Linked DNA regions of Mus musculus: all the other regions are linked to region 1. Evidence: chromatin contacts called from public Hi-C, HiChIP or PLAC-seq and promoter capture Hi-C data. All regions are on one chromosome and are shown on one strand. The core of a region is the stretch at or near the end of the contact, and the rest is flanking DNA. Distances in the headings are between cores, read along the strand shown. Region 1 holds the start of Camta1 (calmodulin binding transcription activator 1). Region 2 holds the start of Tprgl (transformation related protein 63 regulated like). Region 3 holds the start of Wrap73 (WD repeat containing, antisense to Trp73). Region 4 holds the start of Cep104 (centrosomal protein 104). Region 5 holds the start of Lrrc47 (leucine rich repeat containing 47).

Evidence for each region. Promoter capture Hi-C pulls out the DNA fragments that hold promoters and counts their contacts. Hi-C and Micro-C count contacts between places; a contact is called where the count stands out from the background. HiChIP or PLAC-seq counts read pairs in DNA pulled down with a chosen protein or histone mark. Capture Hi-C pulls out chosen DNA fragments and counts their contacts.
Region 2: a contact with region 1 is called in an H3K27ac HiChIP or PLAC-seq map of thymic regulatory T cells, with 13 times the contacts expected there. The contact joins the promoter of Tprgl here to the promoter of Camta1 in region 1. A contact is called at or near these places in 3 of 39 promoter capture datasets (the C10 cell line, liver and pre-B cells), 1 of 484 Hi-C or Micro-C datasets (CD4 T cells), 2 of 115 datasets of contacts at active chromatin or transcription factors (large pre-B cells and thymic regulatory T cells) and 1 of 9 other capture datasets (adipose tissue).
Region 3: a contact with region 1 is called in a promoter capture Hi-C map of pre-B cells, with 7 times the contacts expected there. The contact joins the promoter of Wrap73 here to the promoter of Camta1 in region 1. A contact is called at or near these places in 5 of 39 promoter capture datasets (the C10 cell line, the HPC-7 cell line, liver and 2 more), 5 of 484 Hi-C or Micro-C datasets (B cells, CD4 T cells, CD8 T cells and 1 more), 1 of 115 datasets of contacts at active chromatin or transcription factors (large pre-B cells) and 1 of 9 other capture datasets (adipose tissue).
Region 4: a contact with region 1 is called in a Hi-C map of B cells, with 10 read pairs. The contact joins the promoter of Cep104 here to the promoter of Camta1 in region 1. A contact is called at or near these places in 6 of 39 promoter capture datasets (the C10 cell line, liver, neutrophils and 1 more), 4 of 484 Hi-C or Micro-C datasets (B cells, CD8 T cells, pre-B cells and 1 more), 4 of 115 datasets of contacts at active chromatin or transcription factors (large pre-B cells, pro-B cells, regulatory T cell precursor and 1 more) and 2 of 9 other capture datasets (adipose tissue and liver).
Region 5: a promoter capture Hi-C map of adipose tissue shows a contact between it and region 1, with 4 times the contacts expected there. The contact joins the promoter of Lrrc47 here to the promoter of Camta1 in region 1. A contact is called at or near these places in 1 of 484 Hi-C or Micro-C datasets (B cells) and 2 of 9 other capture datasets (adipose tissue and liver).

What each region holds. Positions count from the first base shown.
Region 1 is chr4:151,858,538-151,864,265 of GRCm38.p6, forward strand. Camta1 (calmodulin binding transcription activator 1) reads right to left here and starts at 3,231. Exons shown (of 24, transcript NM_001081557.3): 1 at 3,088-3,231. The coding sequence starts at 3,132. The region is part of intron 2 of Gm42357 (a long non-coding RNA gene); the gene reads left to right. It overlaps 9230110K08Rik (a long non-coding RNA gene), which reads left to right and starts at 3,207. Exons shown (of 2, transcript XR_390981.3): 1 at 3,207-4,320; 2 at 4,627-4,774.
Region 2 is chr4:154,157,700-154,163,168 of GRCm38.p6, forward strand. Tprgl (transformation related protein 63 regulated like) reads right to left here and starts at 2,985. Exons shown (of 4, transcript NM_026388.2): 1 at 2,656-2,985; 2 at 2,386-2,562; 3 at 1,570-1,723; 4 at 1-866. The coding sequence starts at 2,930. The coding sequence ends at 672.
Region 3 is chr4:154,140,933-154,146,322 of GRCm38.p6, forward strand. Wrap73 (WD repeat containing, antisense to Trp73) reads left to right here and starts at 1,440. Exons shown (of 12, transcript NM_021499.2): 1 at 1,440-1,581; 2 at 4,311-4,463. The coding sequence starts at 1,513.
Region 4 is chr4:153,973,018-153,978,308 of GRCm38.p6, forward strand. It overlaps Cep104 (centrosomal protein 104), which reads left to right and starts at 2,544. Exons shown (of 22, transcript NM_177673.2): 1 at 2,544-2,580. Dffb (DNA fragmentation factor, beta subunit) reads right to left here and starts at 2,064. Exons shown (of 7, transcript NM_007859.4): 1 at 1,850-2,064; 2 at 1,552-1,678. The coding sequence starts at 1,972.
Region 5 is chr4:154,008,274-154,013,613 of GRCm38.p6, forward strand. Lrrc47 (leucine rich repeat containing 47) reads left to right here and starts at 3,530. Exons shown (of 7, transcript NM_201226.1): 1 at 3,530-4,163. The coding sequence starts at 3,543. Gm31566 (a long non-coding RNA gene) reads right to left here and starts at 2,988. Exons shown (of 8, transcript XR_391010.4): 1 at 2,122-2,988. It also overlaps a transcript of Cep104 not described here.

The DNA.
Region 1 (5,728 bases), core at 1,981-4,480:
GAAGAGGAAGTGATGTCTGAACGAAAAGATAGGGGGTGGGGCAAAGTAATTAAGAGAAGCGGGGTAACCTGACTAACTGCAAGAGAAGACCTCCACCGATTCCCACCCTTCCCGGATGCAGTCACATAGTCAGCGCAAGCAGATCCACTTGAGATCCTCACTTTAGCACAAGCGGTGCAGCTCTGGTGGTACCTTCAGTACCCCTCCTTGCACAGTCCATGTGTGGGGTACTCTGATGGACAGGGACAACACCCAAGGAAGTCAACGGCCTGGAGAAAGGTGCAGAAGAGCCATCACCAGAAACGAGAAGACTCTCAGGCCTACAGGAACATACACAGCAGGTAATCAACTCTTCATTTTTCCAAGGCTCACTAGCACCCTAGAAACAATCAACTCCTTTAGGCTGACAACAGACACAAGATTTAAAACAGCCTAAAAATGGGAGACACACAGGAAAATCAGAGCAAGAGCTTTCCTTTCTGGCAGCGAGTACCATGCTGAAAAGCAAAGCCAGAGCCACCTGAGACACCTCCTTACTTGGGAAAGCAAGGTGGAGGGCTCCCTTGTTAGGAAAAGAACTTCAAGAGAACAGAAACAAGAACACACAACACACAGCTGGAAGGTGAGGCTCTACACGAAGTCTGTCAAAAAGTAAGATGACACTGCTGAGCGAGAGCACGAGACAGGGAGGTGAGCACCTGAGCAGAGGCAGGGCTGTGGGCCCCAGAGAAAGAACCTGGAAACCCTGCCACCTTCCCGGGAAGCAGCGGCAAGCACTTTTCCGAAGGCACCTTCTTCTAATTTCTTAGCGTCTCTCACTTCACTGGCTGAAATACAACAGGGATGTACTTGAAGCCGTCAGTTAGCTCCCAGTTCTATCAGGGAGAGGCAGCCGCTTCTCCATTTCCTATCATTTCCCCAAAACACAGGAAATCGCTTTCTCCTACACTGCAGGGGGAAAAAAAAATCAAGATAAGAACTTTCACTCCCCACAGAATCAAGCTGAGAATACTGTCCCTAGATTCCAAATGGAAAAGTCTGGGCATTCATCAGCAAGCACTCCACACATGGGAGAAGTGCCTTTCTGCTTATTCAGTACAATACAAATGACAAATGAAGGAGTAGTGTGACATTGCTTTTATCAACGACACCTTGGCTTCTTCTAATCCTGAAGCCACCAATAACATACATGGGTAGGTATGTACAGATACACACATTCTGGCAAATTAACACTCCACCCACTCTGACCATAGAGCTGCCACCTGACCCTTCTAACTTCTTCTGGGTATGTATAGAATGCTATTGCACATATGCACAAAGTGGTCTGTGTGTGTCAACAACTGTGTCGAGCACCCAATTTCCGTGATGTCAAAGAGAACCAGAACAGCAAAAAGTAGAGAAATTGCCCCTTTGCTTGAAAGGTGCAAGATCCAAAGAAATGTTTTGATCCCACTAGAGACATACCAGGGCCAAAGGAAGATTCTGGTACAACAAGGAGCACACAAGCTACCTCTTCTCAAATGGCATGTGGGCGACAAGGGTGTCTACACTCCCTATTCTGGATAGAAAGGCATATGGCTTCTCCTTACCCAGCCAACATGAATACAATTTGAGAAAATTAGAGAAAGTCAAGGTAACAGGCTCACTAAATATGGCTGACTGGGAAACAGGAGCCATAAGGAGGGTCTGAGTTCTCTCAGAAAAAAAAAAAAAAAAGAAGAATTGGGAAGTTTATTTCCAAGAAAGATTCAAAGACTTCTTGAGAGTGGGATGCATAAAGTCTGGTTCTTTCTGCTCAGAAGACAGGAATCAGAACACCAAATTCAAGGGCACTGGACCCTTTTCCCAGTGGGATAGTGTTAACTGGTGAAGGGTGCCCCCTAAGATCCAAGAGTGAACGGGAAGCAATAGATCCTTCTTTTCCTGCAAGAAACAAGTACTGAGGTCCCTTACACTCAAGTGGTAGGCACATCGGAAGTCCTGCCTGCCCTACATCTTACTGGGGCGCCCACCCTGGCCCAGACAGGGAACTCCAAGGAGAGAGGCAGACAGCTAGGGAGAGGAGCATTGGAGCGTCCGGTTTTCCCAACAAGAAAGAGGGCAACTCGAAGGGTGTTCAGGAAATGAGCTCACCCTAACCCAGGAAAGTGTACGGAAAGAGTACAGATCTGGAAGAAGTGTCTGCCTGCCTATTTAGAAATGACTTCAGAGCTGCACAGGGCCCCACAAGCCACTGGGTGAGCTAAGAAGGAAGAACATGGGTAGCCCCGAGTCCCCTTGTCCTGGCCAAAAAAAAAAAAAAAGATTAACCCAGCGTGCAGAGGCTCCGCGGCCCCACGAGAGTCCCCTCAAAAAGGGGACAGGCTGACACGGAACCCTCAGTGCTCGGAGAGGATCGGGGTCACGGAAGGTAAAGGGCATGGCAGTGTGGAGACCCCACCCTCCCGGTAGTGAGGGTGCAAGGGCAAGTGTGGAAGAGCATGCTGTGAGGGGCGGGGAGGCCGCGCGAGGACCCCGGCCCTGCTGGGGGAGGGGTCGCCCGGGGCCTCGGCCGAGGGGCGCTCGGCACGAGGGGGGCCCCCTGGCGGGGACCCGCGCGGGGACACCCCCCACGCCGGCGCTAGGAGGCGCCGCGCGGCCCGAGGGGGGCTGTGGAGGGGAACGTCCGGCCCTGACGCCGCTACGGCCGCCGGCACCGGTGCCCGCGAGCCCCCGCGGCCCGGGAAACTTTCCGCCCCGCGGCCCCCTGACACCCCGACCGACACGGCGGGGATGCCCCGGGCCGGGTGCGGGAGGCGTCGCGGCTTCTCCTCCTCCTCGCTGGGCCCGGCCCCCGCCCCGCGCGCCCCCCGCCCCGGCCTGCCGCCCCCGGGGCTGGGTGCGGGGCGCCCCGCTCGGCCGGCCCGCGAGTCACCTCAGGACTCGGCCGCGCTCCGCCCCCCCCACCCCGCCGGCGCCCTCCCCGCGCCCGCCGCGCCCCCGCGCTCGCGCCCCGCGCCGCCGATGCCCGGGATGTCCGGCGCGGCCCCGGGCTCGCCGTGTCGCCGCCACCCTGACAGCCCCGGGCCCTCACGCTCCGGCTCTCACCTTCCGGCTTGTTTTCGGCAGCCATTTCCCCTCCGCGCGCCACATCCTCCTCCTCCTCGCGACCGGGACCCCGAGCGCGCGCCTCGTACCGCCGCCGCCGCCGGCCCAGCCACCCCGCCGCCGCCGCGCACCCGCCCTGGCCCCGCCCCGCGGCCCACGCACAGCGCCCACTGGTTGGTGCGTCTGCCAGTCACGGCTCCCGCGACCAATCGGACCGCACCAGGGGTCTCACTACTCTCCGGGAGGAGCGTCCTATCCACCCTGTCCATTGGCTGATCACCACCGCACCGACTAAAGTGATTGGCCTGGAATCAACGCCCCCTCCCCACCCACTCCCGGGAAAACCCGCCCTCCAGACCTAAACAAAGCTTCCTAGTGGACAGAGGTCGAAAGGATGGCCCAATCAGGATGAGGCTGACACGGAATATTTCCTCGAGGCCGAGACGTGGTGTTTTGATTGGACGTCACTACAGTGTTTCCCAAGCCGTCCAGACCAATCAAAGGGGGTTCCCGGAACTCGGGAACGGCTGTGGGAAGCCCCGCCCCCCAGCGTGACCGTCATGAGGAAGGCGCTCGCTCATTGGTGTGCTGGGGCTTTTCCCGCGTGCTCCGGGAGCTGAAGGACGTTCCCGGGGAAGCCGCTGCTGGCGCGTGGGGGTCCCGGTGTCTTCGGAGGACACGCTGGGATCTCCGGGATCCCGCAGCCTGCGGCGCTGGCGGGGGGCGGCCCTGCCGGAGGGATACGTAAGGCACCGAGGCGTGCCGGTTCACAGCGTTCCCGAACCGTTTAGCCGAGAGTCGGGGCGTCGCTGCCCGACACGGGGGAGGGGCGCACCTCCCGGCAGACCACGCCCCTCGGCCAAATCCCGCCCCTTCCTGGCCTCAGCCCCGCCCCCTCGGCCGGCGCAGCGTCCCCGCGGCCACCCTACGCTCCCGCCTGCCTTGCGCTCCTCTGTCCCCTTTTCTAGCGGCTTAAAATACTGAAACTTTATTTTGGTCACGTTGCCCATGTGACCGGCGGAGCCGATGAGTCATAGGTGCCTGTCCCAGGCTGCAGCCGCGGATCTAGGGCTCGGAACGCTCGACCTCGGCTAGCCTAGCCAATCCCTCCCGGGCTCCCGGCGCTTCGGTCGGGTTCCAGCCGCAGCTCCGCGCAGCTCTCCTGCCTGTAGGTCCACACCGGAGAGATTCGCACGCCCTGCAGACACAAGCCCGGGCCAGAAGAGCTGCAAAGTACTGCGCCTTCTCGAGAGAAATCAGGGGCTCTGAACGTGGCCAGAAAATAGAGGAAAGGATGGAAGGAGAGAGGGAGGGGAAGGGCAGAGTGCAGGAATTCCGCACATAGAAAAATAAAAGGGAAGGAGAAGAGGGAGGGCAAACACCATGCAGGGATTCTGCAGGTGCACTGAAGGGAAGCGGGAGGGAAGGAAGGAGAATGCACTTTAATGAAAAGCAGCTGAGCTCCAGATCCTCTCTGTAAACTTGCACTGTTTGATTCCTCAACATTTTTTTCTCTCTCTCTCCGTTTGCTACTAGCAGAAACACTGAAAAGTCGATCGAGTGTTTTGGCGTTAGGATTGATCGTCAAAGCCAGTCTGTGCCAATCCTAACAACGTGTGGTCTTCTTATGATGGTCACCGTTGAGAATTGCTTAGGTTGTTCCAAAAATAAAGATGTCCCAAAAGAATGTTTTGTATTGTATACTCATTCTTCAACAAACTTTAATTTTATGAGCCTCAAAAAAAAAGGCGAAATTTTTAACAACCAGGGTACAGTATTTTATCGATTAGCATTCTTAATAGCACTAGTGTAGACGATTTGGGAGCGGAAACCTGCCTCTGGAAACGCTGGTGGCGTTGTAAGTTAGAATAACTCTTTCAAAAAGCAATTTCACAGTATGTATTAAAAGCCGTAAAAATATCTACATCTTTTGACCTAGTAATCTTACTTCTGAGAATCTGTTCTAAGGAAATAACTCCAAATTGGGTGTGGGGTTGCTCAGTGTGTGACGGTGTTCTTCACTAATCACTGTGTTTGTTACAACAAAGAAATGAACGCTGAAGGCTGGGGAGGTGGCTCCACAGTGAGAGGCTCAATCGGCTTTCCCAGGGGACCCCAGCCCCGTTCCCAGCACCCACACTGGACAGCTCAGAACTGCCAGGGGCTCCGGCTCTAAACCACCCGTGCTCATCCCTCATATATACCACATATACCTGTACATCCCTCATTCATACACATAGTTAAAAAAATAATAACGTATTTTTTTAAGTGGACACGTCCCAAAGTGCTAATGTTGGCTGTTTAACAGATAAATTGTCAGAAGTGGACAATCACTTATTGCTGGAGGCCCGGGAGATATTCAAGTTTTTGGTGTTCATTTACAAATATAACAGAATGACGGTACAGAATACTGCATTTGAGAGCTAAGGATGTGGCTCAGTCTGGAGAGTGTTGTGACTAGCATGGGCGAAGTTTTACATCCCATCCCCCACCCACCCACCGTATGAACCAAGCATGGTGGCACAGGCTGCTAACGCCAACACTCCGGAGCCGGAGGCAGAAGGGTCAGAGACAGTCAAGATCTCCTCCAGTTACAAAGCAAATTTATCTCAAAGGAGAGCAACACACAGACAGAGTGAGC
Region 2 (5,469 bases), core at 1,735-4,234, 2.3 Mb after region 1:
AGTGCTCAGTGAGCTCTAGGATGCTCGTCTGTTTATAGCATGCACTTTTAAAACCCAACTATTCAGTCCCTTTTAAACAGAGACAGGATGATAGAAACCCACCACCATGACTTCCGGAAGGGGCTAGCTTATGTTATGAGAGTAACCTTTTGGGCCTAGGAAAACTGCTGTATTAACACAACCTGGATTAATTTATAAAGTGTGATTCTAAGTCAGACACATTCACAGAAAGGCAGGTTCACCAGGAGCTGCCAGGCAGACTGTCTTTCTTAGTGACTGGCTGCTGGCTGCTACTGTATTTAGCTTTTTTAAAAAACGGGCTGAATTTTAAAATACAGCACTTGAGAGTTAATATATAGGGAGAGTTAAATATGTGCAGAAGCCGCTCACTGTACTCAGCTGTATGCAACAGTCTACACAGCACAAGTGGGTGGACATTGTGCTCGGCATGCTGGAGGGAGAACGTGGCGTTACAGAAGGAACACAGTGGTATGGGGGCAGCTGAATCTGCCTTTGTAAGATTGTGTTGCCAAGATGTCCAATATCCAACTAAATATACATAATCCACTTGACTATTCTAATCGGATACATGCCCTCCTTCCCTCCAGCCAGTGGGTGGCATGAGGTGGCACAGGGAGTCCCCACCACCTTGGTTTCCGGGACGCAGCTGTCTAGAAGCCTATCTTGCCCCTGGTCATGGAGTAGCCCAGCTTGGCTTCATTGTTGATGAAGGACATGAGCCCCACGTAGGTCTCGATGAGGAGGGGGCGCTCCAGCACCAGCACGGTATTCGCCTGCCCTGGCAGTGGGCTCTCCTTCTGGGCCTTCTTGACAGCTTGGATCAGGAGAGCCTTGAAGCTTTCCAACTTTGAAGAGAATAAACATGGAGCCTTAACCTCATGCCAAGACAGCAGTACTGGGAAACGAGGATTCTGAGTTCAAATCCTCCCAAATACCACATAGTGATGACATCACCAATGACAGGTTGGGCCCTATGAGCTGTGTCATCAGGTGGTTCATCATGTACAAACATCATGAAGGGACCTGCCTTAAGTCCAACCTAGAGAGTACCAGTCTATCTCTAAAGATGCAGTCAGGAGATTCGGCAGCCTGAGACAAGGTACTGCCAGTGCCAACAGGTGGAAAATCTTTTTTACAGACGCACATGCTCTGGAGTGCACCTCACTAAGCAGGTGATGCTGTAATTGCACACGCTGCCTGCACTGGTGTGCTGTGCACTGACTGACAGGTAGCATCACAGATGGAGGAATTCATGAGGACTATGATGTCACCAAGTGACAGGGCTTTCTCAGCCCTACTCTAACTGTGCAGAATGCTCAGCGCTCCCTCAGCACCTCTCCTGGGAACTTCCAGAGTACCTGTGTCACCAGCAGCACCTGCCAAGCCCCGCCAGTACTGTGGGCTTTTCCCATGCTCGCTCACCCACCCAGTCCAGACTGAGCATCCTGCAATGGGATGGTGACTCTGTTCTTAAACAGCACCACCTAGCTTCCTACTGTGGAACTGCACCTCCAGGGTTCACACTGACAGTGGCCTTGGCCTGCTTACATGGCACAGAGACGCTGTCTTCTCGTCCATGCCAGCCATTGGGTGTTCTATGAAGGTGGCATAGGGCATGTTTGTAGACCAGGGGTTCCATCTGTTGATGAAGGAAGGGCGGCTCTGCTTGTCCCACTGAATGCGAACCCCAAAGCCTTCTCTCCTGATGGGGGAGGGGGAGAAAGCCTTGCTTACCACAGGAATACAACATTGCATTCAGTATCAGGGATGGCTGGGGAACCTGTGACCTAGTGTAACAATGGCCTCCACTAACAGCTTCACACACTTCCAAAGCGTAACAAGTTAATGAGCCTCCTTTGCAGCCTATGAAACCGGCACACAGTCCAACCTGGCCTAATTATGGCCGTGTTTGTTCTTAATGTTACTGAATGATGCTTAAGTTAGTAGCCATTAGCTTCCTGGAGTCCCTAGTCAAATAATTCTTTTATAGCAAGCCAACCAGTCTCTGAAGGCTGTTAGGTGTTTTGCGATGTATCGAATTTTTAGTAATACTGAGCACATGCCCTGTGTCTCCCTCCTGCTGGAGTTAAAACTCCCAGACTCCCTACATAGCTTATGACAGTGGGCTCTGATTCCATGTATCTTAACGGTATTTAAATGAATGGTTTTTAGTGGGGACAGAGTGGCCGACTGTGCCAGCATCCCTTTCAAGGAGGTACTGAGCAACCCGGAAATCACCAGCCTCTACTTAAAGGTCCTTTCCACTGGTTCTTCAAGATGAGACCTTTACCTCACAAGAGAGTGGGTCAATACCACTTACAGGATCCGCTGGGGCCCTGCCGTGTAGTGCGCTGGTGCACCTACTTGTTGAGCGACTTCGGAGGAAACTGGAATTCTCCACAGGAGATGGTGTCTACCGCGCTGAGCGCCACCCTGACCACCTGCTGGCACTGAAGGCTGATGAAGTCATATTTGCAGATGAGCAGCGACTGGTCGGTGACCAGCACCAGCCGCTCCTTCTCGTTGTTCCAGTGGTCCACCCTGGAGAGGAGAGGGGCCGCCCATCACCAAGAGCCCCGCCTGCCCCCGCCCGCCCCCGCCCAGTGTCCCCGCAGTCCCCTCGCGCCGGCTTACTCGGTCAGCAGCCACACCCCCTGGATCTCGCCGTCCTCCACGGGCCGTACCACGGCGCGGATCTCCTCGACCGCCTGCTCGATGGTGCCGGGCCGGAACACGAAGTACTCCTTGACGCGGGCGCGGCGTGTAGGGTCGTGGACGTTCAGCGGCCACAACGTCTGGCGCAGCGGTGTGCCCGCCCCAGGCCGGCCCGCACCCGCGTCCTCGCCGGCCGCCAGCACCGCCGTGGGGCTCGTGCCCGCCGAGTCCACCGTGTCCCGCAGCTGCAGCATCGCGCCGCCACCGGCAGCCTCCACCGACGGCCGCCGCCCCGGCGTCCGCCCGGCCGCGCCCCGCCCTCCCTCGTTCGCCTTGTGATTGGTTGAGTCCTGCAGAGCCCGCCTTCCGGACCCGCCTCCAGCTCCGTCGACTGCGTCTCGCGATTGGCTTTCCCCTAAGCTGTCTTCTGCAATTGGGTCTAAAGTGCTGCCGTTCATGATTACGGCGGCCCCTCCTGGGCCGGAAGCTGCCGCCACGCGCGGAGCCACTTCCTGTTTACAGGAAGGGCGAGTTAAAAAAAAAAAAAATGCCGGTCGGGGGTTCCTGGCTGAGAACGGGGAAAGGGACGCCATGGACTCGCGCGGAAGGGGGCACTTGGGGGCTCGTGCGTAGGGCGTTGCCCCGACAGTGTGTCCTCGCTTGGCTCCGTGCCCTTCACCTTCGGGCTTACGGTGCACTTCGGGCGGAGGTGTGCGGCGCACTTAGGAGGTGTGCATGCCTGGGGAGTGTGAAAGTGTGGGCATGGGTGTGTGCGCGTCTGAGGATTGTGAAAGCGTGGGAATGGGTGTGTGCGCGTCTGAGGATTGTGGACACTGTGTCGGGGCACCTCAGATAGAGGCTTCTCAGGAGTGTGCTGCACTCCTTGGGCGTGGTCACCTTGGGAGTGTGGGTTTATAGGGTGTGTGCACACTGGAGATAGGAGTGTGTGCAGGTCAGAGGTGGCTGTCAGAGGGTTCTTTATATTGGGCATGATACGCACAAGTAAGCTACCATGTCACCGAAGAGTGCTGCTGGGGCGGGGGGTGGGGGGAGTTGGAAGGAAACGCCGTAGGATGCTCTTGGGCCCTGCAGCTTCTCCCTGGGACAGAAGCCATGCGAGATGTCCCTGAGTTCCTGCTCCCACGGGGGTGCCAGCAGTGTGCCTGGGTTGATGGAGCTAATGGACCGCTATGATAGTGTGGCCCAAAAGTCTTTTCTAACAGTCACCAAGACATAGGTTAGACTCATCAGTGAATGACAGCCCAAGATACAGCTCAGGCCTGTAGTCTGTCTCCTGACCGTTGTGAGGGCTCCTTAGCCTGCTGGACCTTTTACAGTGTGGCTTCGTCAGAGAATCCAGTCCAATGAGGTCTCCGGGACACTGGTGGGAGCAGCCACGATGACGTGAATTCCCACAGAGGTTCCTGAGACCGCTGTGGATGTGAAGAGTGTGCTGAAAGCTGACAGAGAAAGGGGAGATGAATAGATAAGTGCATATAAGGCAATAAGCCAGGGATGGAGAGGTGGCTCAGCAGTTAAGAACACTGGCTGCGCCGGGCGTGGTGGCGCACGCCTTTAATCCCAGCACTCGGGAGGCAGAGGCAGGCAGATTTCTGAGTTCCAGGCCAGCCTGGTCTACATAGTGAGTTCCAGGACAGCCAGGGCTACACAGAGAAACCCTGTCTCGAAAAAAACCAAAAAAAAAAAAAAAAAAAATCAAGGAGGCTTCTACCTTTAGGGCTGGTAAGATGGCTCAGTTGGTAAGAGCACCCGACTGCTCTTCCGAAGGTCCAAAGTTCAAATCCCAGCAACCACATGGTGGCTCACAACCACCCGTAATGAGATCTGATGCCCTCTTCTGGTGCATCTGAAGACAGCTACAGTGTACTTACATATAATAAATAAATAAATAAATCTTTAAAAAAAAAAACAAAAAACACTGGCTGCTCTTCCAAAGGACTGGGGTTCAATCCCCAGCACCCACATGGCAGCTCACGACTCTTAACTCCAGGATCCAATACCCTTACACAGACTTATATGCAGACAAAACACCAATGCACATAAGAATAATGTTTAATAACACAAATAAGCAAATGTCAAGTTTGTGGCATGCATGAATCCTAGGTGTGAGAGAGAAACATCATCTATTTCTGGCTCAGCCTTTCTTATACAACACAGGACTACCTTGCCCTAAGGTGGCACCACATGAAATGGGCAGAGCCCCCCCCCCCATATTACTCACCAATTAAGAAAATGTTACAGCCGGGCGTGGTGGCACACGCCTATAATCCCAGCACTCAGGAGGCAGAGGCAGGTGGATTTCTGATACTGGCACTTAGAGCCTCTCATTCAAAGGATCACGGCTAAGCAGGTGCTCTGTATCTGTCCGGAGCAGAGGGGACGAGCAGCAGGTGTCCGCTCTGAAACCTGGCTTCTACAGAAGTGTAAATCCTTTACTACCGTGAGGAGTCTCCAGTATCCACACTGTGAATAAACACCATTATATCTTACGTGAGGCTGCCAGGACAGACCACAGACTGGCTTGCTGGAAGTAACCGAAGCATGTAGTGAGGTTGCTGAGACCAGACGGCCAGAACCACAGTGTGTGTGCATGTGCGCTTGCATGTGCATGTATGTGTGTCCTTCTGATACCTGAGGGCACATGTCTTCCTTTGCCTTTCCAGCCTCCCGTGTTGTCAGCCATGCTGGATGTCCCTCAGCCTGTGGCTGCCTCTCCCCGTTGGCTGACTTTCCATAGTCATCGTCGCTTTCTCATTTGTAAGGATTCCTGAC
Region 3 (5,390 bases), core at 190-2,689, 2.3 Mb after region 1:
GGGACCCCTTAGTGGCACTGCAGAGTGGTCCTTGCCCAAGGTGTTCCCACATGCCCTGGAAGTCGCTTTAGTGCAGCTAGTGGCGTTGCAAGGGAGGTGGGTTGGAGCAGACCGAATCTCTCTCGAACTCGAAAGCCTGACCTGGTGTTAGGCCAATAGCTACGAGGAGTAATTATTTGCGAGCTGCAGATTAGAGACAAAGATGAATACCAAGCAAGAGTTTGGGACTGGTTGGGAACAGAAAATGCCAGGACGCTGGCCGCGCACTCTGCAGATCCTCTCCGAATGGTGCAAGCACCGCCATTCATTCATTCATTCATTCATTCATTCATTCATTCGTGGAAATTAGATGCAGCGGTGCGGAAGAGACTGGGAGCTATGAGCTGGACCGAGCAATACTAGATTCCGGTCTTTCAGAATTCGGAACTTAGCTCCAAAGGCAGTGGCTGAGCCTTAAGTGATCCTCTGAAGCTTTGGGTGCAGACAGGAACATCCAACCTCCCGAATGACACCGGAATGGGGAGCCTTGTGGGGCACAGGACGCGGGGTGCTGCGCGAGGGAGGGAGCAGAGCGCTTTGGGGAGCGATCCTGGTCTGAAGTCCAGTTGGTGCTGTATTCTACGTGCCCACCGAGGCTGCCGTCCCGGGTACCGAGCCACACCTCTGAATCAAGTCCACACTCTAACTAGAACCTCCAAAAAGGTGAGGCGACCCACGAGATCCACATGCCTTCGAATTCGTTCCGCCACAGACCTGAGAAGCACTTGAACGTCACGAGGTCACGCTGCAGGTGGTCGCTCTCAGGAAAACCTCAAAGCAAACCTATATTTATACTTATACGTGGAAAATACTTTGCTTTGTTCTGTTTGAGAAAGGGTCTCACGCAGCCCTGCATAGCCTCCAACTCTATAGGTAGCGAAGGATGCCCTGAACATCTGCGTCTCTGGTTTCAGGTGTAGGATTTTTTTTTTTTTTTTAATGCAAACCATCGTGCGGGGTTTATGCGATGCTGCGGACCAAAACCTGGGTTTCATATATGCTAAGCAATCATTTTGCCAATAGAACCGCACTCTCAGCTCCTGTAACAAAAAATTTGTTATCTACTAAAGAGGTGTATCGAAATACGACTATATACTTACACATAAATACGCATTTACATGTAAATAAATGTATGTTCACAAGTACAGAGGTCTAGTTACAACCTGAATTTCAGATAAGGGAGTCTTTTAGTCTAAGTATGCCCCGGGTAACTTTTGGGAACATATTTATTTTGTGATTTATCTGAAGTCAGAATTCAGCCTTCCGTTTCGGGATTTGCAGGGAGATCCGCTATAGCGCAAAGGCGCTCAGCCCCTTTAAGACTCAAACTCGGACTTCCCGCCCCACAATGCCGCGCGGCCGCTTGAGGCTCCCATTGGCTGCTGCTCGCTTCCGCCCCTGTACTTCCGGCCGCTGCCTGGGGCGGTTGCGGGAGGTACTTCGGAGCCGGGCTGGCCCGGGCTGGCCGTGGCCATGAACTTCTCGGAGTCATTCAAGCTCTCGGGCCTGCTCTGCAGGTTCTCCCCGGACGGCAAGTACCTGGTGAGCTGCGGCGCGCTGGGCGGAACCTAAGTGTGGGCGCGCGACTTGTGCACGGGGCCGGGGCGGGCCGAAGGGGGGCGGGAAGGGGGCCCGAGCCGGGCGGCCGCGGGGACTCAGGCTGGACTTAGGGGGCGGGGTGGGAGGTGGGAGAGGGAGGCAGGCAGAGGGGTTTCAGCCCAGATGAGGGAGAACCAGATGATTAGAGAGAACGAACCTGAAGCCGAAGAGGGATCCAGGCCAGCCAGGCTGGGGGATCCTGGCAGGTGACCAGGGTGGAGAAAGAGGACGTGGAGCAGAGTGGGGATGGAGTTGGGGTTGCTATTCTGGCAGGTGGTCAGGGTTAGGAAGGAGGTCTTGGAGCAGGTGGCCAGGGCTGGGTGGGTGCCAGGCTCCCGGCTCCAGTTTCCCTTCATCAAAGTTGGATAAGATGACTCTGCTTTCACACATTTGAGGGCACAGGGGATGGCAGCTCATTGCTATTTTGTATGTTTTCTGTGAGCGAGCTGGTTAAACGGGGCCCTCCTTTGTGAAACTCGTCATAAGCAAATGGTTTAAATAACTAGCTTTCATTGCCAGGGTTGGATGTTAGCTGTCTATTCTTTGGGTGGCAGAATAGTGTTCAGATGGGTGTTTCAAGGTACGCCAACATGACCATTGTGCATTTGTAGAAGGCTGACGTTAGGAAGCCATCAGGGAAAACTCAAGTCTTATTTTAAAAAACTGTGGTTCCGTGCCAGTCGGGTAGCTTGGCTAGTAACGGTACCTGCCACCAAACCTGATGACCTGAGTCCCAGCTCTAGGACCCACTTAATGGAAGGAGAGAACTGTCTCCTGCATGTTGTCCTCTGGCCTCCACATAAGCCGTAACTAGTGCCTGACCCTTCTCACATACAAATGCAATCCTAATTTTTAACAAGTTTTCTTTGATTAATCTATCATTCTCTTTTTAACTGACTGATACCATTGATTGATTGATTGACTGATTGACAGGGTTTCTCTGTAGCTCTGACCAGGTTGGCCTTGAACTCAAAGATCTGCCCCTTGTCTCCTGAGTGCTGGGATTAACGGAGCATGCCACCATGCCTGGCTGTCTTGATTCTCAGTTCACACCCCTGCTGTGTTTGTCCAGGCTTTTGAGACATCCTTTACCCTCCTTATACACATCATCCTAACAATGTAGGAAGTGTCAGGGTAGGACCTGCTTAGCAGGGAAAGGTACTGCCATGCAAGCCCGAGGACTTGAGCTCCGGCTCGGGAACCCACGTAAAGGTGGGAGGAGACCATCAGCCTCGCACACATTGATACATTTTACCTTTTTCCAAGTGCCTCCAGAGACTAAGGTTGCTTTACGGTTCTGAAAGTCTCAGTGAACAGCAAAGAAGTTGCATTTGGGTTAGCTGATATTTGTGCTTGCCGCTCATCAAAATATCGTGGAGCTCTTAATAATTGTTTCTTTCAAGTTTTGTCCTAAATCCTGAGCAGAGCGAGTCCATGTTTCCAGTGTTGGTGTCTTAAGTGATTCCTAAGGAATCCATTGTAACAGGTTACTGCTCACCAAACTCTAATGTGAGAACACAAGCCCTTTGATAGGTCCTCCTTCTGATCTGCACTTGCCCTCTTGCTCTCTTTCCACAGAAGACAAATGTGGCTTCATTAAAAAAAAAAGAGTCTGTGTGTGTGTGTGTGTGTGTGTGAGTGAGAGAGAGAGAGAGACAGAGACAGAGACAGAGAGACAGAGATAGAAACAGAGAGATGCTACAACACACGTGTAGAGGGCAGAGGACAACCCCCAGTGTTATTCCTTACCTTCCACCTTGTTTGAGACAAGGTCTCTTGCTCTTCACTGCATAAAGCAGGCTAGCTGGCCCACATGTACCTGCCTCAGCCTCCCCTCTGCCTCCCCTCTGCCTCCTCATAGAAACTAGGATTTTAAACAGTTTTTAGGATTAACACAGTTTTATGTGGCTTCTGTGCATCCAAACCTGTTTCTGAGGCAAGTGCAAGTTTTTGGCTTTTAGACAATGGCATAATATGCAAAGCTGGCCTCAGACTCAGAAAGTAGTTGAGCACCTCCCTAGTACAGTGATTACAAGTGTGCACCATCACTCCCAAGTAGTAAAAAAATACACACACACACACACACACACACACACACACAGGCTTTTTGAGACAGTTTCTCTGTGTAGCCCCAGCTGTCCTGGAACTCACTCAGTAGAGGGAGGCTGGCCTCAAACTCAGGGATCTGCCCACCTCTGACTTCTGAGTGCTGGGATTAAAGGAGTGCACCACCCCCATCTTTAAATTTACTTGTACAGATGGCTCAGCGGGTAAGAGCACTGACTGCTCACCCAAAGGTCCTGAGTTCAAATCCCCGCAACCACTTGGTGGCTCACAACCACCCGTAATGAGATCTGATGCCCTCTTCTGGTGCATCTGAAGACAGCTACAGTGTACTTACTATATAATAATAAATAAATCTTTAAAAAAATTTACTTGTACAAATTTGTGGGTTAGAGTATGATAATTTGGTTAATATATACTGTGTGGAACTTTTAAACTTTTGAATGCTCCACCTTTTATCTTTTTCTAACTCATTTTGCAATGAGACCCATAAGTTTTGGTCCACATGAAGCTAAGTGTGTCGAACAGGAGGGGAGGAGCTGGCCATTGAGGCAAGGCTCCCTGCTGTAGAAGAGATGCTATCCCGTGCTGTCTGCCTCACTTTTTAGGCTTCCTGTGTCCAGTACCGATTAGTGATCCGGGATGTGACGACCCTTCAGATCCTTCAGTTGTACACATGCCTGGACCAGATCCAGCACATAGAGTGGTCTGCAGACTCCCTCTTCATCCTGTGTGCCATGTACAGGCGGGGGCTTGTGCAGGTTTGTACCACCATGTATTAGTAGAGTGTATAGATGGGTGCTACATGTCTGTGGGCCTTGAACAGGCATGTGCCACTTACATATATGATGTGTGTAGGCAGGCACATGCCACATATACATAAGACTCACATAAGTGTGTCTCATGTGTAACTAACTGGTCTGGCGCTGTTTCTGTAGCAGAGTTAGAATTAGGAAACGTTTCCAGGAGTGTGACTAGGAAGGAGTCCAGGTGTTTGCACCCTTCTTTCAGGTTTAGGGGGAAATGCAATGAGACTCAAGGTTGCCTTCTTTTCTTATGTGTAATTTATTTATTTTATGTGCATTGGTGTTTTATCTGTATGCATTTCTGTGTGATGGTGTCAGGTCTCAGAGTTACCGATAGCTGTGAGCTGCAGTACGGGGGCTGGGAATTGAACGGGGTCATCAGGAAGAGCAGTCAGTGCTCTCGGCTGCTGAGGCATCTCTCCAGCCCCCAGATATGCTTTCTTTTAAAATGTAATGCTCTCTAATAGTTTAATCCAAACACTTTTGATGTGGAAAAACAAACAAACACCACCAAAACAGTAAATTGTTCTCAGTCTTTGAGCATGATTTTTCTTTTTTTTTTTTTTTTAAAGATTTATTTATTGGTTATATGTAAGTACACTGTAGCTGTCTTCAGACACTCCAGAAGAGGGCGTCAGATCTCGTTACAGATGGTTGTGAGCCACCATGTGGTTGCTGGGATTTGAACTCCGGACCTTCAGAAGAACAGTTGGGTGCTCTTACCCACTGAGCCATCTCACCAGCCCCGAGCATGATTTTTCTGAGCGGGAGGTATTTGCAATGGCAGTGGAACAACTTGGACAGGGTTCTAGGAAGTTCTAGAAGGTTCTAGAAGGCCGTGTTCCAGTATTCACTAAGCCTAACTAATGAGGTCACAGGGAT
Region 4 (5,291 bases), core at 1,294-3,793, 2.1 Mb after region 1:
CAAGAATTCAACCCAAAGACTGCCAGACATCAGGACTCTGGGGTCACCAACCCTTTCCCTGACCTGACACCCCCCACTGCAGTGATACTACAATTCCTCTGGCCACCTTCTGTCAGGCGAGGGTTGTAGTATCCTAGAAAAGCAGCACACTTGGTCTTTTGTCCTTCTCTCCTCCATACCAAGTCACCTCCTTTGGCCATCTCCTTAGGACCCCATTTTCAGACCTCCCAAGCCCTCTCCTTGGAGTCTTTGCACAAGTGCCTATGGTGAGCTTTCCCATCAAACTAAACACCAAGTGCATTCTACAGAGGGTCTTAACCAAACAGGAGCAAACAGAATTCAGTAACACTTAAAAAGCACAGGCCACAGCCAAATGAGGTTGCAAGTCTGGTTTGTACTCAGAACTCAGTGAGATCCACTGTGTTATTAACAAGCTGAAGAAGTAAGTTCTTGTGATACCAAAGGATGCAGAAATTGCAGGAAGAAACCTCAGACAGCCAGAACTTGACAAGAGGTTCCTGGAGCAAATGCACCATGAAGTGATCATCTGGATCTATCAAGGTCAGAACTCTGGAAGCTGGTTTTGGGGGCACGAGCTTGGAATGTGAGCAGTTGGGAAGTAGAGGCAGGAGAATCACAAGTTTTAGACCAGCCTCGGCCACATGTAGCCTTGTCCTCCCCATTTCCCTTGCAAATCTGAACCTTTTGCTCTAGTACAGAGCATGGAAAGAGCAAGGCCGGTTAGCTATGTGGTTGGAGCTCAGTTTCAATAAAGACAGTGAAAAGCTACACAGCGGGAGATATTTGAAAACCACACTATCTTACATCGAAGTCATAACCAAGATATTCTGGAGGGGGGGGGGGCTAAATATTTAAACAGCTTTATAAATCCGACTAAGAAACACAAAAAACGCGAAGAATCGCTTCTCTGAAGAGTGCCTTCAAGTGGTAAATAGGAAGATAATACCCAATCCCATTAGCCACCAGGGAAATTCGGATTAAGACTACAATGATCTGTCATCACACCTACCTAGAATAGCCTGAATGAAAACCATGATACCTGAGAGCATTTCAGCACACTGGTCGAAGTACAGCCCGGAGCAACAGTGAATGGAACCAAGACCTGCCCTGCCCTGCCCTGCCCTGCCCTGCCCTGCCCTGCCCTGCCCTGCCCTGCCCTGCCCAGCCCAGCCCAGCCCAACCCAGCACAGCACAGCACAGCACAGCACACCACAGCACAGCACAGCACAGCACACCACAGCACAGCACAGCACACCACAGCACAGCACAGCACAGCACAGCACAGCACAGCACAGCACACCACAGCACAGCACAGCACACCACAGCACAGCACAGCACAGCACAGCAGCACCGACCCCAGTCTCAATCCTTCCCTTGCCCTTGGCAGTTTCAAAATTAAAATCAAAGTTCTTCAGCAAAAGCTTTTGGCATTCAGAGCCTTTAACCAGATCTTCTGGGTTCCTGCCCGGGCCCCTCGACGAGGCTTTAAACCGTGTAGGTCCCTCCCATCTCCAAAGTGTTCCTACTCACAGCCATGCCAGGTCTCGCCAGCGGTGAGCAATAGGAGCTCAGCGTCGTTGGGAAGGCCCGGGAAGCAGTCGTCCGTCACCTCCGTGCCATCTTCGTACAGGCACAGCCGGGAACCGGGCATCGGGAGCTGGAGGACAAGAAGATCAGCTTGTCCCACAACAGTCTTGGCTTCCAGACAGCCAGCTCTGCGTACTGTAGAAGCCTAGCGCCTGTCCAAGCCCACCCAAGAGGATGGAAATCGTAGGGGTGGAAGCCAAGGTGCCCGCCGCGCAGTGCTTGCCCGGAATGCAAGACCCACCTGGAAGCGGACGCAGCCCTTACGCAGCAGCTCCTGGCAGCTCCGGGCCGCCACGCCGAACTTGCAGGCGCTATGTAGGGCTCGCAACTTGACGCATTTGGGTTGGCGGAGCACCGCGCACATTGCAGGGCTGCGGTACCGTAGCGACACTGGACTTGTAACGTTCCTGCCCGGAACTGTGGTGCGTAGACGCGGCCCGGAACTCTTTTCTCTACGTAGGTAGGTGCAACCGGAAACGTCCGACTGCAGGACCTGTCCCCAGCCAGAATCCTCGAGGCCTGGATGCGCACGCAGGCGCCGGCGGGCGGACGCGCAGGCGTACCGCGCGGGCCGGCCTGGTTGCTATGGGAGCGCAGCTGCGGCCCGGGCCCTGGGCAGAGGCAGCCCGGGCTGCTCCTCTGCTGCCCTCCTCAGAGGCCCGGGGTGGGGGCGGCTGGACCGAGACCCCTCCGAAGATAGCGGAGGCCGACATCGCAGCGGCCCCGCCTGGTCGTTTCCGCGGCGCTCTGTGACCCTGCGTGGCCTCGGTCTTCGGCAGGCACCCGGGGCGGAGGCTCCCTGACACCTGGCCTTGGAGGGACTGCGCGGCCAGTGCCTGTTCCAGGCCTCCCTGCAGCGCATCTCAGCCTTCGTGTCCGGAATCGGATTCGAGCCCCGCCTTGTCCTCGTCTGCATGCGTTACTGAACAGGAGCAGTTGCCACGAGACTAAAGACTGTAGCTCTGGCTCCGGGTAGGCTACACTTCGATCCGTGTCGTTTGGGGGTTTTGTTTGTTCGCTGGGTTTGGTTTGTTGTGCTTTTTAAGCGTTAAGATTCTCTAAAGCACTCTCAGTCCTTAAAATTACTTGGCCCCAGATCATTACTTAATATTGTAACATTTACGTTTTCTTGAAAAGAAAACTGGAAACACTTTTCATATCCTTGTAACAAAATGTTTGGAAGTTGCTACATTGAGTTCGGGTTTCTGGTTGGAAAGATGACAGGGTAAGTTCATAACCAAAAATAGAAGAGTTGGGGCTTAGTTTATAAGCAATGCTAGGGTAAATGTCAATTGACACTGCTGGCTGTGGCTGCCCTAGTGGCAGCTGGAACACCAGCCGCCTGTGGTAACCAGCTAGTAACACAGCATTGCACAGATCCAGATCTGTGGTGGGCTTTGTGAGGCGGGAAGGAACAGGAGGTGGAAGGGCTCCAGTGAGTGCATCGGCTGAAAATGTACATTTTGTAGATGTCCTTATTGAGGCCCCAGTGTTTTGGCCACGCTGCCCCCACAGCCCTCCTGCAGGGATCTTCAGTACCCGTACTTTGTTTTAGTTTTATTGGGCATACACTTGTATCTGCTGTTAACATTCTGTTCTATGCACCACAGAGACGAGGTAGACAGACCTGATTTTTGTTTGTTTGTTTGTTTGCTTGCTTGTTTTTTGGTTTTTGTTTTTTTTTTTTTTTTTTTGAGACTGTCTCACTGTGTAGCCCTAGAACTACTACATATAGACCATACTGACCTCAAACTCCGAGATCCTCCAAGTTCTGGGATCAAAGGCATGCACTACCACACCTGACACGGGCTCTTGAAGACACAGGGTCTGGTCAAGGCACTGGAGAAGTTCGTTAGATTTGACTATTCTCTAGAATTCAAGTCATAACCGGGCATAGTGTCACATACCTTTAATCCTAGTACTTGGGATGCAGAGGCAGGAGAATCTCTGTGAGTTTGAGGCCAGTCTAGACTACATAACAAGTTCTAGGCCAGTCAGGCCTAAATAAGAGACTCTGTCCCAAAAATAAAAACAAACAAAAAAAAAATCCAAGACAAGAATGGAGACTGGGGAAACAAGGTGTCCGGTCATAATTAGCACTTCTACTCCTACAATGGGGCTGCCTAGGGTTTTAAAATTAAGACCTGGAGAGGGGTGATCAAAGTTGGATTTAAAGAATGTTTGTCTTGACAGGAGCATAGGTTGAACGGGCAGTTGTACCCATCTGGAATAGAGATAAGGAAGAAGGGTGGAATCCAGTAATCCTTCATACCGTGCTGCCCTCTTGTGCTAAAGGGGAGGATGGTGGTTGAGGGAGATCAGCTCGGGGTTCAGAACCTGTGTGAACTAGGAGTGTAGCCTCACAGATTAAAGGAGAAGCATGCCAAGTCACCCAGCTATGCTTATCACTGCTCTCCGCTATTTTCTGGGTCAGTCTCCTCTACTCTGCTGCCGTTACAGCCACAGGGAACTCATGTAGCATCTTTAACAGTGACTTGCCATTCTAACTCTTAATAATTTAATACATACATACCCCAAAACACCAGCAAATGCCAGACAGGCATTGATTCTTGGGATGGTCCTTTTCAAATCCAGTGGAAGAGAAAGATCTAGATTACACATCAAGTGTGTTCACATGAGCCGGATTTCCTGTGGGATAGTTTGGATGTCAGAGTCTATAGAGTATTTCAATGTTGTATCTTATTCCAAGAAACTTCCAATGGACTTCTTTGTTCCGTGTTAGGAGCAGTGGTTTTTCTTCTGATGGTTTACTTCAGCATCTTGCTTAGCAAGTGTTTGATTGGCTTGGTAACTAAGAAGTAACCAAGGGGCCATAAGCACTTTGGGCTCTCAGTATGATCACATCTGAGGACCTGTGTGTTGCTGCTCTCTGTCAGTGCTGCCGCCCAAAGTTAGCTCCACTTGGGCAGGCCCTCCACTGCTGTTGGCCTCGGCAGCTCTGGATTCCAGTGCTAGGAGCCTCTGTGGGGAGAAATCTCCTTTGCTGTGGTCTCTAGATAGTCCTGAGGTTGAGTTTCTTCTGGGCAACACATACGTATGTTCCCATTCATAAACCTCACTGTGTAGGGGTATGGGATTCATGGACTGTCCAAGCCTAGGAAAGCTTGCCCCAGCAGGCCCCAGCCAGGGTTGGAGGGAAGTACAGAGTTGCCATAGCCAAGCTCACTCTATTGTTTTTCAACATGGAGAGCAGGGGGCAGTAAAGCAGACATCACAGCACCACAACCTCCAGATGAGAGGGGTGAGCTAGGATCACAGCATCACATCCTCCAGATGACAAGGGTGAGAGGTAGGATACAGGGCCATTCCCTGAAAAGTCACAGTGAAAGAATTTTTCAGCCGGTTGTTCTTCCTCAAGCTCCCTCAAGCTTGGCCATATCTCTCCTCAGCTTGGCAACTTAGCTTGCAGCAGTCTCTGCGTTAGAATAAGCAGTGTTTGCCTTCCCTCACTAGGACTGGGGGGGGGGGGGAGGAGAGGCTGTCCCTGCTGCCTGCCCCATGCCCCCACTAAGGGCCAGAGCCCATCCTTGCCCAGCTTGATTTTCCAGATCCAGGGGGGAAATGACAACTACTTGTGCCATTCTGGAAGGGGAGGGGAGGTGACCCAGCAAGATGCTCTATTGGGCTTCTCTGGGTGGTTTTCCACATACTGTAGGGATCTG
Region 5 (5,340 bases), core at 2,280-4,779, 2.2 Mb after region 1:
CTCAAAATTAAAACAGTACAAAAAAGAATCCTTCGTTTTTAGCTCTCGTGTTTTGCCTATTACAGAATCATGAGTTTCTGCAGAGGTGACTGGCAGTACTGGCAGCCACCAAGCTCCACCTCACTGCTTGATTCAGGGAAGGAGCTGCGCACCCCCAGCCACTCACAATATCTAAGTGGAACACTCCTCAGAGCTTCACGTATGCTACAGTGTGGATATTTAATATTTATTTATATTATTTTCATAAAAGATTCTATTTAATTTAAAAGAATTGTGTCATATCTAATACTAGAATACAGATGTAAATACCTTTAATGAAAATTTGCAACTTTTTAATGTTTTAACATAGTTTTCTATTTGTCTTTATTTCAGGTATAGAATAATATATTTTTATTGTTGCTGTTTGAGGGTTTATGTGCTAATTTGCCTTGAGTACACTAATACAGTAAAGAGCGTTCAGTGTCATGTCACTTTTATTACCCATCTTTAGCCTGGCTTTGCTACGTTGTGGGCTTGTCCTCTTTTCGCCCTTTATCCCCCCAGTCTCGTTTCCTTCACTAGATAGGAGAGAGTGGATAGAAGGATGTGTGTGTTTGAGAGAGAGAGAGAGAGAGGAGAGAGAGAGAGAGAGCCCTGAGTCTAATCTCTTTCTTGTTTCTTCTTTGAGCATGACTCCTAACAAACTGCAGCCAGCCCCCTTGAATGACCAGCAACCACTCACCCCATTTTCTCCAGGCCCCTAGCATTTATACACCCTCTGAAAAGTCCCCAGAATTCCAAATGTCACACAATCGCAGAAACTATCTGCAGCTGGCAAAACCACACCTCTGCTAGATCACGAGGCAAATGATAGTCAGCTGCTGCAGACAATCTGAAGCAGCCCCATGTCCCCACACCTGGGACTGGAACAAAACCATATTCTTAATACTATTTCTCTATGTGTGTGTGTGTGTGTTTTTTTTTAAGAAACCAAAATTTCAGAGTTGCCACCACAGTTTCTACATACACTTTTTTTTTATTATATTCTTTATATGTGTGCTTTGCACCACATGTGTGCCTGGTGCCCCTGGAGGTCAGAAGAGGGCATCAGATCCTCTGGGACTGGAGTTATAGGTGGTTAGGAGGTACCATGTAAGCACTGGGAGTTGAACCCAGGTCCACCGCAAGAGCAACAAGCGCTCTTCTTAACCACTAAGCCGTCTCTCCAGCCCTGCAGATCTAACTATGCAGCCCTGGCTGTCGTGGAGCTCATGGTGTAAACCACACTGGCCCTGAACTCAGAGATCCACCCACCTCTGCCGCCCAGTGCTGGAATTAAAGGCAAGCACCCCTATGCGCAACTCACAGTTGTAATTAAAAAGCAATTATAGGGCTGGAGATGGGGCTCAACTGGCAGCTTGCCTTCCCGGTGTGCACAAAACCCTAGGATTGATGATCTCCCAGCATGTTAGGGATCTCAGGGTCCAAGGCATCATTTGGCGATAAGTGAATTACAGGCTAGCTTGGGCTACATGCAGCCCTACCTGGAAAGGGGGTGGTCATTGGTAAGAGTAGTTCTGCCCTTGCTTTTGCTGAGGAGAGAGAAAGGCTTGGGAGAGCAGGTCTCTAAAATAGTGTTTAAAATGAGCTTATTATCCATGAGCAGAACGGAGAATTCACTCAGTAAGATAACTGAATCCTGGGTTTCTCCAGCTGCTGGGCAAGGGCCGCATTTCACAGTTCTGCCAGAATAAGTTGTTTACTGCCAAGAAGCTGAAAGATGCTTAGGTATGTACAGAACACCGAATTCATCCCGGAGAATGAATTCACACAACACCTTGTGTCTTCTCAAGCTACAAGTACTGGAAGAGCTCTGACCAAAGATCACATAGAGGGCTCTGACCAAAAAGGGGTGGGGGGAGACTTTCAAGGTAAAGTCAACAAAGACGTCGTGTCTTCCAGAGACCTCTTACACTCAGTTCACTTCAGGAACAGTTAGTAAAAGAGCAAACACCACACCTTCAGCCCAGTCTAAAACCCAAGATGGGGAGAGTATAATTGCTTCTGAATATACAACAGCACTTCCCAATGCTGCCTTGGCAAGTTAGTTCCCACTGGCTTCCCACACCACAAAGGCTTCACCTTACAGTCCTGTTGCGCCGAGGTCTGGTACAGGTCTTCGTAGGCTAAGACACGCATGAGGTCCATTCCTTCCTGGCGGAGAATCCATTTGCTTGTCTTTTCCAAATCTCTGTGGCTGTCTCTGTAGCAACTCCAGTCTGAAGCTGTCACTGTTCATCTTTCTGCTCCCTTCTCTCCTGCTTCTCTTTTAAAGACCCGTGATGGTGTGTGGGGCCTTCCTATTTGCATGGGTTATGCTCTACATAACTGCAGCCATCCTGAGCCATAAGCACCACAAGTGTCTCCTGCCCCCAGTCACCCTGGCTGGGTTTTCCTGCATAGTTCCTAGCAAGCCACAAATAAGATTATTAATCATAATCCAGGCTCCACAGATGTGCCTGCCTTCTATACTATCTTAATGCCAAGTGCATTCCAGTTGCAATGCAGTGAGTTTGTCCTGGCCCATTACTTCTAACCACAGGGCCTCATCCTGGAGCATTAATTAGTACCTATGGAAACGTGTTAGCTCTGTCTTCTAAGGAAGACCGAAGATAAAACAACTTCAACCTCTGCGACTACCTTACAAAACCAAAACATAAGGTGGTTGGATCACACCCTGGCCCGGGACTGCTCCAACCCCCAGTACTGGGGATTGAGCCTTAGGCTGACATGTTTCTACCAACTGGACTACCTCTTGTTGCCTGTCCCAAGGCTTATGTACCTTGAAGACAAACCTGGGGACGGGGGCGCTCTGGAGCCCTTTATCTTTTTTTCCCCCTTGTTCCAGTATACCATATTAATTAAATCTTTCTTGTTGCCTGTTTTATTATTTTTTAAATATGGTCTCAGTCGCCCAGGTTGACCTCAAACTTGCTATAAAGTCAAGCTCCTTTGTTTGTGTTTTGTTTTGTTTTGTTTTTCGAGACAGGGCTTCTCAGTATAGCCCTGGCTGTCCTGGAACTCACTCTGTAGACCAGGCTGGCCTCAGAAATCCACTTGCCTCTGCCTCCCAAGTGCTGGGATTAAAGGCACCACTGCCCGGCTAGTGAATTCCTTCCTTAACCTTAACCCTCGACCAGCTGAGCGCTTGGGATGACAGGTGTGTGCACCACCATGCCCCATTTACACTGTGCTGGGAATCAAACAGAGCTTCATGTATGCCAAACAAGCGCTCTACTAACTAAGCTACAACCCCAGAATAATCGTGTCTTTAGTTGGTATCTGGGGGGTGGGAAAGGTGACCACCTAACCTGTGGGACTCCACGCAGCCACACTACACAGCCAGTGTGAAGCTGAGGCTAAAAACAGAGCCGCCCCACACACCCGTCCCACAAACCCCTTGCGTCCAGACTCTCTGGCGAGCGCGTGTTCTCTCTATGGTCATTTCCGGCTCCCGCCGGAAGTGTGGCGCCGCACTCCGGAAGCGGCGCACGGGCGGCGCGATGGCGGCGGCGGCGATGGCCGTGTCCGAGGCCTGGCCGGAGCTGGAGCTGGCCGAGCGCGAGCGGCGGCGCGAGCTGCTGCTGACCGGGCCCGGGCTGGAGGAGCGGGTGAAGGCGGCGGGCGGGCGGCTTCCGCCGCGGCTCTTCACGCTGCCGCTGCTGCACTACCTGGAGGTGAGCGGCTGCGGCAGCCTGCGCGCGCCGGGGCCCGGCCTCGCGCAGGGCCTCCCGCAGCTGCACAGCCTGGTGCTGCGGCGCAACGCGCTGGGGCCGGGCCTGAGCCCCGAGCTGGGGCCGCTGCCCGCGCTGCGCGTCCTCGACCTGTCCGGCAACGCGTTGGAGACGCTGCCGCCCGGCGAGGGCCTGGGCCCCGCCGAGCCCCCCGGACTACCGCAGCTGCAGAGCCTCAACCTCAGCGGCAACCGCCTGCGCGAGCTGCCCGCCGACCTGGCGCGCTGCGCCCCTCGCCTGCAGAGCCTCAATCTCACCGGCAACCGCCTGGACGCCTTTCCCCCCGAGCTCTTCCGGCCAGGAGCTCTGCCCCTGCTCAGTGAGCTGGCAGCTGCCGACAACTGCCTGCGGGAGCTCAGCCCAGACATCGCGCATCTTGCCTCGCTCAAGGTCAGTGGGACCCGAGGGGAGGGAGACGCGCGCCCTGCTGTCCCTCCTTGGAGGATGTCTTTGCCCCCGCAACCGGTCCGTCTCCTCTCAGTTCTCAGACCTGCGAGCTCAGAGGTCTCTGGACGTGTGGCAGTTTAAAAGTTGCTATCAATGTTAGACTTCTCATGTGGGAAGAAATTCAAGAGCAGAGAGCCAGGTGTGGCGCGCGTGTGTGCGTGTGCGTAACTGATTGGGTTTCCAAATGGCGGAGCGTCCAGACAAGGCACAAAATCACGCATAACAACAGCCTTCAGTGGGCGGGATCATGGCTTCCGTTTTATAGAGAGCCGAAGTGCTTACCCAAAGCCAACAGCACACCTAGAGTTTTCTTCGGGGCTGCCTTGTGTAAGAGATTGGCTTCTTTGTGGTCCCAGGCTCCCGTTGTGCCTGACGCCCACCAGGTGCTCATTGTGTGTTGAGTGAGGGGTGAGAAGGCAGAAGATGCAAAGCCACAACCTGACCTGACTCCACTCTAGGATCTCCACAGTCCAGTCCTGTCATCTGGCCATGTCAGTTCCCCTACCACACCCCCTCCATCACACCCCCTACCCTTTGTATTCTTGGTAGCGCCAGCCTGTGTGTCTTCTCATCCTTGAGTTTATGCAGCCCTTTCCTAATGATGGATTGGCAAGGAAATTTGCTCTTGAGAGATCAGAGCTCACCTTGCTAGTATTCGTGTGTGTGTGTGTGTGTGTGTGTGTGTGTGTGTGTTTAATTAAGACACCTGTCCCTCCCTCCTCGCTCTCGCTCTTGCTTTCTCGGGGTGGGGGTGTGGAGAGATAGGCCAGCGAGTCTACAAGATGATACTCCCTGAGGTACCTTGGCCCTCTATGTTACAGGTGTCCCCATGGCTTGGGTATGACACAGGCTGTACACTGTTCTGCCTTCCTATGTAGTAGATATATTGGTTTGCCAGAAGGCTGATGACTGTTCAATATGGTGCATGTCTTTGTATCAGCCATTGACGTGCTGTGGTTTCTGAGACTGAAGCCCCTTGCATGTGTCTCACTTGGCCCTCACCACCATGCTGTGATCCCTTTCCCAGCAGAGGCAGCCCTGGTTGTCACTGTACTGGCTGGGGTTTGTGTTCTCCTGGAAGTTCTGATGTAAGGTGTTGAGCGTATATACCCTGCAAGGC